2 separate regions of the Callithrix jacchus genome follow, and region 1 is linked to region 2. A link is a contact called in public Hi-C data. All regions are on one chromosome and are shown on one strand. The core of a region is the stretch at or near the end of the contact, and the rest is flanking DNA. Distances in the headings are between cores, read along the strand shown.

The links. Hi-C and Micro-C count contacts between places; a contact is called where the count stands out from the background.
Region 1: a Hi-C map of skeletal muscle shows a contact between it and region 2, with 2.0 times the contacts expected there. The contact joins the promoter of YWHAG here to the enhancer-like site in region 2. A contact is called at or near these places in 2 of 3 Hi-C or Micro-C datasets (both in skeletal muscle).

Annotation. Positions count from the first base shown.
Region 1 is chr2:11,116,854-11,121,914 of calJac240_pri, forward strand. YWHAG (tyrosine 3-monooxygenase/tryptophan 5-monooxygenase activation protein gamma) reads right to left here and starts at 3,698. Exons shown (of 2, transcript XM_002743951.5): 1 at 3,431-3,698. The coding sequence starts at 3,517.
Region 2 is chr2:11,077,498-11,083,319 of calJac240_pri, forward strand. No RefSeq gene overlaps it. Among named protein-coding and RNA genes, the nearest start is that of HSPB1, 15 kb to the left of the region's middle. Within about 2 kb of position 2,709, at least 15 of the 16 cell types and tissues checked have an H3K27ac peak or open chromatin away from gene starts, as enhancers often do. A contact at or near this core is called in skeletal muscle, where this site is marked.

The sequences.
Region 1 (5,061 bases), core at 2,448-4,947, 40 kb after region 2:
AATAACCTAGAGATTGGCTTAATAAATAAGGCTTCCCTGAGTACAAGAGATGAAATCCTAACCAAGGTCTGCAGTTAATCCAGGACTGCAGTGAGGATGAACATTTATCGCCATGTTGCATCTCAGTAGAATTCAAAAGACACATAGGAGATTTCCAAAATTATCAGAAAAAGCACTTAACATCCGCTTCAGTTACTGTGAAGGCTAACACATGAAAAGCAAGCTGTATGATCCGTATTCTTTCCAACCCCAAAAAGAGAACAATTCAAGCCACATGACTTAGAATAATGGTTGGCAGAACTCCACCTCTGAAGAGTCTACAGAGGTTCCATTACTCCATTAGTGATAATGGCTATTGGGCTATTGATCTAGCCTCCTGGAAGAGCTAGAGGGAAAAATGGAATGTTTAAGATAGCAAGAATTTTAAAGTCCATTGATCCCACCAGGAAAGACTTAGAAAAACTGCGATAGCCTTTTGCCATCTTTGCCCTCCCACCCCTCACTGAGTTAAACTGCTTAACCCAGTGACTTCAACAAAATTAGTAGCCCTGAGCCTTCCCCCACCCCCAGGCAAGCACCAGTAGCCTACTTAAAACAGTAACTTCTCCGGAGACTATTAAAAGCCAAAGGACAAGACAGTATTGTCTAACATCTCACATGTAGGAACCAGCTAGATATTCACTCTCCTTCAATACCAGACTGAATATCTCTTAAAAGGCCTAACGTTCCCATTTCCTTCCTTTCACAATAATGCACAAGAGTATTTGTGTCCCGGTTACCCACGTGGAACTACCATTCTGCACAGGCTCCGACAGTCTCAGTACTAGGATAATTTCATTAAATACAAATACATTTTAATCCTTCTATCAAATGGATGACTTCTGGCCTTGAAGGAGAGCTCACTTGAATGGAAAGACTGGATTCTTTCTCTGCACTTTCCAAAATTCTCCATGATGACTTTTATAAACAGGAAGAAAATGTCTCAGGTAGTTGCCATTTTGGAACACCTACTACATTTCTTATCGAATCCGCACAGCTTTTTCAAGTACTGTCCCATTTTACAGATGAGGAAAATGAGGTACAGAGACTATTTCCTTAAAGTCACAGGAAGCAGATTTGAAAAAAGGTTTTTATTTTACAGACTGTTCTTTCCTGCATACTGGAAAGGAGAAGCACAAATCTAGAAACAAACAAACTTCCCAAACCTTGACTTAAAAGGCTTTGTAACGGGTTCTCATTCCCTAATAGCAACTGAAAACGACTCAGTAGGAAGTCATTTTTTAAGGTTTTTATTAAAATCTGCCAAATTATCTGCAAAAAAACTCAAGGATACATCCCATCTCTGCACAGTTATCATAAAATATATTCTTGCTTAAAATTTCTACTTTTATTCTATCACTGCCCAGTATTCTAAATAAGTGAGATGAATGTTTAAAAATATAAAAAAGCATCTTATAAACTTCTGTGAAAAAGCCAGCAATAGGGGGAACAAGGCCTAGCTAGAGGTCACAGATCTGCATGTCTAAGGGTAAATGAAATCCTTATTTTTTGGACTAATTCTTATCTGGTGGAATATGAAGAGCTGGATTCCACCTGGCTTATCGGCTAATTTCTGCATTACCTTGGACAAATGCCATTTGCACACTCCCTATCAGCCCTTAGGTGCATTGCAGCCTCTGTGTCATTGTGTGACATCACTTGGTTGCTATGGATATAGGTGCGAGGTCACTCGCTTTCCTGTGGAACTAGAAATATGGAAAAATTAGAAGAGTCTAAATAACACGAACTGAAGATATTTCCAATACTGATACCTATTAGCAGTGCAACTTACATCACTCGAGCATTAAAACTTTAGAAGACAGAGACTGTGACCACAGCAGTACCCCCAATTTCAGAACCAATTCTCTTCTTTAATAAAATAACAACCTTTCTTTGTGAATATGGCTGGTTTAAATATAAAGGTATCAGCACTCTCCTCTTCTGAGAACCGGTTAAGTTATTCAAGAATTGACCTGTAATATCAATAATGCTTCATTTAAAAGCTGTAACATGCAAGGTACATACACTTCAGCATCCACTTCACAATGGAGATGTATTTGAAAACCTTTGTTACATAAGGCAGGAAGTTAAATATTAAGATAGTGGGGCTCAGAAATCATTAATTAGATTAATTAATTTTCAACCTTTCATTTCCTAAAGTTCAATACTTCCCCCTCCTCTAGTATCAAACTGGTTGACAGCCCATTAGATAAATGTGACATTACTGACAAAATGGTGCAATCCAGGGAGGAATCTGCGACCCAGACAAAATGCGACAACTGGGGATCAGGATTCTCTTCATCGGCAGGAAGATGGACTCGCTTAAAAAAAAAGCCTCAGAGGCATCTAACAACAAAAACATTTTTAAAGGACTTTTTCCCCTTTAAAATAACTCCTCCCAGCCTCCACCCAGTCTAGGCTCTCTGCAATATGACAAATGCAGAATCTTCTGGAACGACTTGACACTGCCTCTCACCACCGCTTTGTTTGCAGTATCAGATCAGACAGAATATTTCCCCCCAACTTATAGGAATTTCAACAGACGCGTGCCTGTATGCAAAAAAGAAACGGCTTATGTCACAGATCGAACCAGTCAGCTACATTCGCCACCTTTTATTTTGGAGGCAACACCTACCCTTTTCAAAACAAAAACATTAGGGGATAAGATGGAGATGACATGTTGAGAACGATCAATGAAAACGCTAGCGAGATAAACGTTCCCCCTTCCTAAAAGCCGGAGGACTCGCTTTGGGGGAATGGAGAAAGAGGAGCCTTTTGTTAAGAAAAACGAGAGCAAGGTGGTTTCGATTTTGCACCACAGGGCTCAGGTTTTCAAGAGACCCCCCTACACGATGTTCCTGGGAAGGTTCTCAGGGATCTGTCGGGAGAGACGGTGGGGAAGATTTTGGGGGGGCTCGGGAGGCGGAAAACCGGGAGACCTGCTGAGTGAATGGGAAAGGCGCCGCCCAGACACCAGGGAGAGAAAGAGGAACCGCATCCATGCGGTCCCCCGCCCCCACGCCCAGGCTGGGAGGAGGGGGGAAGTGGGGCACAAAGGATGCGCACGGCTCCCCGCTAGGGTCCCCTGCACCCCCAGAGCCGCGGGGGCCGGAGAACCCGCTCCCAAGTCCAGGCCCGCAGGACCCCGCCCCGGCCCGCGCCCGCGCAGGGCCTGAGAGGCAGAGCCGCGGGGCCCCGGGAACGCCAGCAGAGGCCGCGTCACAGCCAGGGTTCCCGTCGCCTCTCGGGACCCTCCCCAGGGCCCCTCAGTGAGCGAAACGGTGCAGTCACCCCGCCATCGCGACAAGGCGATGAAGCCCTGGGCCTTCCACGCCGAGGACCGCGTCTCCGGAGGGGCAGGGAGTGGCGGGGGAGGGGAGGAGACACTCACGTTCTTCATGGCCGCGGCCATGTCGTCGTAGCGCTCCGCCTGCTCGGCCAGCCGGGCTTTCTGCACCAGTTGCTCGCGGTCCACCATCGTCGCGGAGCTGGGTCGGGCCGGAGAAAAAGAAGGACACTGGGGCGGCCTGAAGGGCTTAGAGGGCGCGGCTGGAGCCCAAGTGGCCGAGGGGACCAACCCACAGGGCAAGCGGCTGAGGCGGCAGCTGCGCGGAGTAGGCGGCTGGAGCTGCGACCGCGGGACCAGGCGCGAGGCGGCTGCGGCTGCTGTGCGTGCCACGGACGGACAACCCTCTGCGGCCCCGCCCACGCTGCGTGACGCAGCCAGTCCCCGCCCGCCCGCAAGCCCCGCCCAGGCCCCGCCCGGGCCGGGCCACAGTTGGGGCTCCCCGCTCCCCAACTCGGCTCACTGCGCGTCTTTCGGGCACCCTGTCCTTTCCCACTGAGCCCCCACGCTTTCCTTTATTCGCTTCACTCCTCAGTTCCCTCGCCCCAGCTTCTCCAGACGCCCCCTTATCCCTTCCCCTTGAGCCCTCAGCACGCCAGGCTTCCGACGCATGGGCCTCTGGGAATTGTAGTTCAACCTGCCTTGGGCTGAGGCGTTGGCAAGACCAAGGACAAAGGGGCGGTCAATACTACAACTCCCAGCGGACGTAGCGCGCAGGCACAGGAGGACGAACGGGGAGGGGTGGTGGGATTGGTTCGAATCCCGAGGCCGCTGGGGACCCCTGGCGGGGATCAGGGCTGCATCGGTACCTGCGAGTGCTGATTCACCGCCCCGCCCCAAATTCTACGGGAAATTACGAGAGGAGGGGTCAGGGGCCTCAGTCCTAGACCCTGTTTCCGAGATCGCTTAGTAGATCGTGGTGTGGGAAAGACAGGAGGCGCGTCCCTTGCAGATCCAGACTCACAGTGTGGTGCCTGCCCGCGGGATGGCTGAATTAAGCAGCCAGACCCTGGGGACTGTCACCTCTTCCCCCAACGAGCTTCCGCTAACCCCCCCACCCCACCTTGAGGTTCTTGGGTCTGACTAGGTGAAAACAAATACCGCCTGGCCACACTGGTTGGTTTCCAGAAAGGATGCAGCTGTCTGCTGGCTGACCCTGGAGGACCCCTTCTTCCTCTCTAGGGTGGAGTACTAAAGATTTAGTTCAGCTACCAGGAGCCTACTCCACGCCTAACTGGGCTGTGTCTAGGGCTTGGCTGTCCAGCCTTCTCTCCCCTCCCAAAACATACATACATACTGATGTCATGCTGATATATTCTCTTTCATATGCTTCCCTTTCTTAATATTCCACATAGCTTGCAGATACCATAATTTTTTTGCTTTGTTTTGGTTTTTGTACAGACAGGGGTCTAGCTTTGTTGCCCAGGCTGGTCTCAAACTCCTGGGCTCAAGCGATCCTCCTGCCTTGGCCTCCCAAAGCACTGGGATTACAGACGTGAGCGACTATGCCTACAGGCCCCATAGTTTTGACTGCACATTGTATTTACTTTATTCAACAATTATCTGTGAGAAGCTACTGTGTTCCAAGCCCTATTCTAAGCCATGAAGTACAGTAGTGAACAAAACAGACAAAAATCCCTACCCAAGAAGATATGTAGAATATGCTAGAAGTCAAT
Region 2 (5,822 bases), core at 1,459-3,958:
GATGGAGTTTTGCTCGTGTTGCCCAGGCTGGAGTGCAGTGGCCAGATCTTGGCTCATTGTACCCTCTGCCTCCCGGATTCAAGCGATTCTCCTGCCTCAGCCTCCCTAGTAGCTGGGATTACAGGCATGCGTCACCATGCCCAGCTAATTTTGTATTTTTAGTAGAGACAGGGTTTCTCCATGTTGGTCAGTCTGGTCTCGAACCCACCTCAGCCTCCTGGAACAAAAGGCGTGAGCCACCGCGCCCGGCCTGGGCACTTACTTTTTAAGTGTGGGACTTTGGCTGTGTTGCTAACTCTCAGTTTCTTCATCTGCAAGATGATGCGATTATACGAATGAATACCTAAGGAGTCTGTTTTCTGAAACAGGACCTTGCCCAGTCACCCAGGCTGGCGTGCATTGGCGCCATTACGACTCACTGCAGCCTTGAATTCCCGGGTTCCAGCTATCCTCCTGCCTCAGCCTCCTAAGTAGCCGGGTCTACAGACATTTGTCAATATGCCTGGTTAATTTTGTAATTTTTGGTAGAGACGGGGTCTTGCGATGTTGGCCAGGCTGGTCTGGAACTCCTGGCCTCTGGTGATCCTCCTGCCTCAACTTCCCAAAATGCTGGGATTACAGGCTTCAGCCTCTGCACCTGGCCACTGTGAATCTTTAGAACACTGCCCAGAGCAAATAGTCAGCACTCAGTCACTGCTAAACATTTTTGAAGTAGGTTGTATTACTCCCATTTTACAGATAAGGAAACTGACCCCCTAAAAGGCTAAATACCTTGAGAGATTATGTCACCTAACTAGGACATGGTGGGATGAGAATCCAAATCCTGAGATCTTAAGCCTTCCTCCTCCAACAGCCCTTTATTCAGAAAATGAGACATTGGGTCGGGCACAGTGGTTTTCACCTGTGATCCCAATACTTTAGGAGCTGAGACTTGAGGTCCGGTATCTGAGACTAGTCTGGGCAACATAATGAGACCCTGTTTCTTTCTTTCTTTTTCTTTTTTCTTTAAAGAGACAGGGTCTCGCTATGTTGCCCAGGCTGGAGTGCAGTGGCTATTCACAGGCACGATCCCACCACTGATCAGCATGGGAGTTTTGACCTGCTCCATTTCCGACCCGGGCCGGTTCACCCCTCCTTAGGCAACCTGGTGGGCCCCCGATCCGGGGAGGTCATCATATTGATGCCGAAATTAATGTGGACACCCGATCGGCATAGCGCACTACAGTCCAGAACTCCTGGGCTCAGGAGATCCTCCTACCTCAGAGACCCTGTTTCTTTTTCTTTTTTTTTTTTTTTTTGAGATGGAGTTTCACTCTTGTTACCCAGGCTGGAGTGCAATGGGGCGATCTCAGCTCACCACAACCTCCGCCTCCTGGGTTCAAGTAATTCTCCTGCCTCAGCCTCCTGAGTAGCTGGGATTACAGGCACGCACCACCATGCCCAGCTAATTTTTGTATTTTTAGTAGAGATGGGGTTTCACCTTGTTGACCAGGATGGTCTTGATCTCTTGACCTCGTGATCCAACCGCCTCGGCCTCCCAAAGTGCTGGGATTATAGGCTTGAGCCACTGCGCCCGGCCGACCCTGTTTCTTAAAATAAATAAATAAATAAATAAATAAATAAATAATCAGCTGGGTGGTAAGTCCCAGCTACTTGGGGGCCCAAGAGTTGGAGGCTGCAGTGACCTATAATTGCACCACTGCACTCCAGTCCAGCCTGGGCAACAGAGTGAGACCCTGTCTCTAAAAAAGAAAGAGGCCCGGCGTCGTGGCTCACACCTGTAATCCCAGCACTTTAGGAGGCAGAGGCAGGTGAATCACCTGAGAAAAGGAGTCCGAGACTAGCCTGGCCAACGTGGTGAAACCTCATTCCTACTAAAAATACAAAAATTAGCCAAATGTGGTGGCATGAACCTGTAATCTCAGCTACTCAGAAGGCTGAGGCAGGAGGATCGCTTCAACCCAGGAGCCGGAGGTTGCAGTGAGCTGAGATCGTTCCATTGCATTCCAGCCTGGGTGACAAAAGCGAAACCCCGTCAAGAAAAGAAAAAAAGAAAGAGAAAATAGGCATTGCTGTGTGACAGAATCCCACCTTTTAAACAGCAGCCACATTGGAATTGATTTTTAATTCCTAAATCCCGCCTTGATAGTGAATTGGGCAACTCGTCTCCCTCGGCCTGAGATTATACAACTCTATGTCAGGAGATGAGAAGTGGGGAGATTGGGTATCTTTAATCCATTTCTGACATCTTTCAGGACTGATGGGGGACAGCCCTAGCCCTGGCTGGCCGCCGCTGTTCAATTCAAAGTTATCACCATCAGGACCGTGGGAGGGAAGGGCATTCGAGCAGAGGGTCTTGCAGGGCGCACAGGAGGCATGCGGCGGCCGAGTTTGGACAGGTAGGTTGGGACCTAGCAATGGAGGGCCTGGGATACCAAAGAGAGGCAGGGGGAAGGCCTCAGTGTCCCCAGGACACCAGATCTGCCCCCTTCCTCACTGCTGCAACCATGGTGCCCACGTGTAAGGTGATGGAACCTGTCAGACCCAGGTCGCCACCAGAAACCTCCCAGCTGTTGTGTGCGTCGGGGGCCAGGAGTTTCCTCTTCTGCAATCTGCTGATAACGCAGACCTCCCAGGGCTGTTTCCAGAAGCAGGGATGTGTAGGTAAGAATGGATAGCAAACCAATACAGGCTGGGATACGAGAGATCACGTCATTGTTCAGATAGGGAAACTGAAGGTCCGGCGTGGGACCAAGGACCCACCACGACCCCAAGGCTCCGCCCTCCCAAGCACGTAACAAAGGTGCAGGCTGAAGACGGAGGAGAGAGAAGCGGGTTAAATTGGGAGATAAAGCTCCCGGGTGGCTGGAGGACCGGGTTTGCAACAAATGAAGCCCTGGAGCAGCAGAGCGGGCCCATTCCGGAGCAAAGACCAAGGCCCTAGCAACAGGCCGACTATTGGTGGAGCGGGGACACGCTGGCCTGTGATTGGCTCTTGCCGTGCCTGAGAGGGAGGGGGCTGCCTCCCGGCACGGGGCTGCGAACACAGCCGCGGCCCCGCCCAATCCACATCCGGGCCTCGGCGTAGTCCGGGGACCCTGGTCTCTGCGCGGTCCGAGAATCCGGTGCTTCCGTCGAGAAACCCGTGCACCAGAGGTGCGCCATTACACACCGGGGCCAGGGACGAACGGCTCGCCGGTGCAAAGCAGCCCCCCCTTTACTGGAGACGCCAGCAGCAAAAGGCCTCCTTGGCCCGGGGTCTGGGCGTTTGGGGAAGGGAGGTACTCAAGAGTTTGGGCGGAGGATGGAGCTCCCAGATGAGTTAGACCCGGGGGTGGCCGGGCTCGAGGGCGCTGTTGCAGTCCGGGGTCCGGAAGAGGCGGTCCCGGGGAGAGCCAGCTTCAGAGCTTGGAGGGGTCAGCAGGGGACCGGACCGCAGGTGCCCTCAGGTGGGAGTAGGGAGGGGACTCAGACCTGGACCAGGAGGGATGCCGAATCCCTACGCCCAGCTCCGGGGCCTTAGCAAACCAGCATCATCGCAGCGTTCTGTACCCCAAAGAATGGGGCAGGGGCAGCCAGACCAGTTGTGGTTGGTGCGTGGGTGAAGCCCTGAGGGATGGGGCCGCTGCTATTTTGCTGTGTTTTGTACTTACCCAGTTTCATTTTGGCTCTGTCACCACTAGGCGAAAGAAATCGAAGTGCTAACTAACATACCATGGGGAGCAATGATTATCACTCATCTTGCTGCCGCCCCAGCAGTAGGAGGTGGCATCTGTTTGACCTTGGAGATTTGGGCGGTATTTAAGGAGATTACATGAAAAAAAAAAAAGACTCACCCCAAAATGCTTGCAGTCAGCTACAAGTTGCTCTGTCCTTTATACCTTTTAGTCATCCTTCATTTTCTGAATCTATCTTGTCTGTTTCTAATGTAGTCTCCTGATTTAGGGCAAGAGAGTATTTTTTTTACTCTTGATCTGCCCACTACCCACACTCCTTGTCCGAGACTTTACTCAGCAAACTTAGCAGGCAAAACCCCTAATAAACTATAATACTAAAAAAAAACCTCTCTTGGGCTGGGCACAGTGGCTCACGCCTGTAAACCCAGCACTTTGGGAAGCCGAGGTGGGCAGATCACGAGGTCAGGAGTTTGAGACCAGCCTGACAAACATGGTGCAACCCCATCTCTACTAAAAATACAAAAATTAGCCGGTGTGGTGGCGCACGCCTGTAATTCCAGCTACTCAGGAGGCTGAGACAGGAGAATCGTCTGAACCCAGGAGGTGAAGGGTGCAGTGAGCCAAGATCACACACCACTGCACTCCAGCTTGGGTGGCAGAGCGAGACTCTGTCTCAAAACAAAACAAAAAATACCACCTCTTGGAAGGCAGTCTGCTTTGATAAACCTGGTGGAATAAAAAATCAGGTTTCACTCTGGTTTTAAAGAACCGACAACCCAGCTGGGCATGGTGGCTCACACCTGTAAATCCCAGCAGTTTGGGAGGCCGAGGCAGAAGGATTGCTTAAGCCCAGGCGTTCAAGACCAGCCTGAGCAACACAGTATAGTAAGACCCAGTCTCTGCAAAAAAAATTTTAATTAGCCAGGCAAGGTAGCCCAGCTACTTGGGACGCTGAGGCAGGAGGATTGCTTGGAGTCTAGGAATTGGAAGCTGCAATGAGCTGTGACTGACTGCATCACTGCATTCCAGCCTGGGCAACAGAACGAGATCCTGTCTCAAAAGAAAAAAACTGACAACCAGTGAAACCCCATCTCTAAAATCTGGCTTCAGATTAAGAGAGTAAAAAGAGGTTTTCATGTATCTTCTCAGCTCCTAAGAGCCAGTGAATGGTAGGGTAATTTCCCCATCACAGTGGGAAGAACTAGTATAACAGCAAGATCGTGATTATCCCCGGGTAGATCCAATATGAAGGAAGCAGCTCAGGCATGCTTCCTGTTCCTGAGTTAACTGGAGTAAATAAGGTGGGCTGCGCCGTCTCCCCAGCTCCCCCATGCCTAGGGCAGAACAGCTGCAGCCCACCAGGACTCTGGGCCTAGTGAGGATGTATGTGGAACACTTTGTGAGTAAAAGCCAGTCCTCATTGAGGCACCTCTTATTTTTTGAGATGGAGTCTCTCTGTCCCCCGTGCTGGAGGGCAGTGGCGAGATCTTGGCTCACTTGCAACTTCCTCCCTGAGTTCAAGCAATTCTCCTGCCTCAGCCTCCTGTGTAGGGATTACAGGCACCTGCCACCACGCCTGGCTCATTTTTTTTTGTATTTTTAGTAGAGACAGGGTTTCACCATGTTAACCAGGCTGGTCTCAAACGCCTGATCTCAGGTGATCTGCCCACCTCAGCCTCCCAAAGTGCTGGGATTACAGGCAAAAACCACTGCACCAGGTTGAGGGTGTCCTTTTTTTAAGGAGAAATATGAACATTGGGAGTAAAATGCCAGTGGTGACTTTTTTTTTTTTTAGATGGAGTCTCTGTGGCCCAGGCTGGAGTGCAGTAATGCGATCTCAGCTCACTGCAACCTTCGCCTCCCAGGTTCAAGAGATTCTCATGTGTCAGCCTTCTGAGTAGCTGGGATTACAGGTGTGTGCCACCATGCCCGGCTAACTTTTGTATTTTTAGTAGAGACGGGGTTTCACTATGTTGGTCAGGCCGGTCTTGAACTCCTGACCTTGTGATCTGCCCGCCTTGGTCTCCGAAAGTGCTGGGATTACAGGTGTGAGCCACTGCACCAGGCCCAGTGACTTACTTTCAAGTTTCCAAAACACACAGAGACATTATCTGCCATGTCAAGTAGTGGGTCTGTAGCCAATCA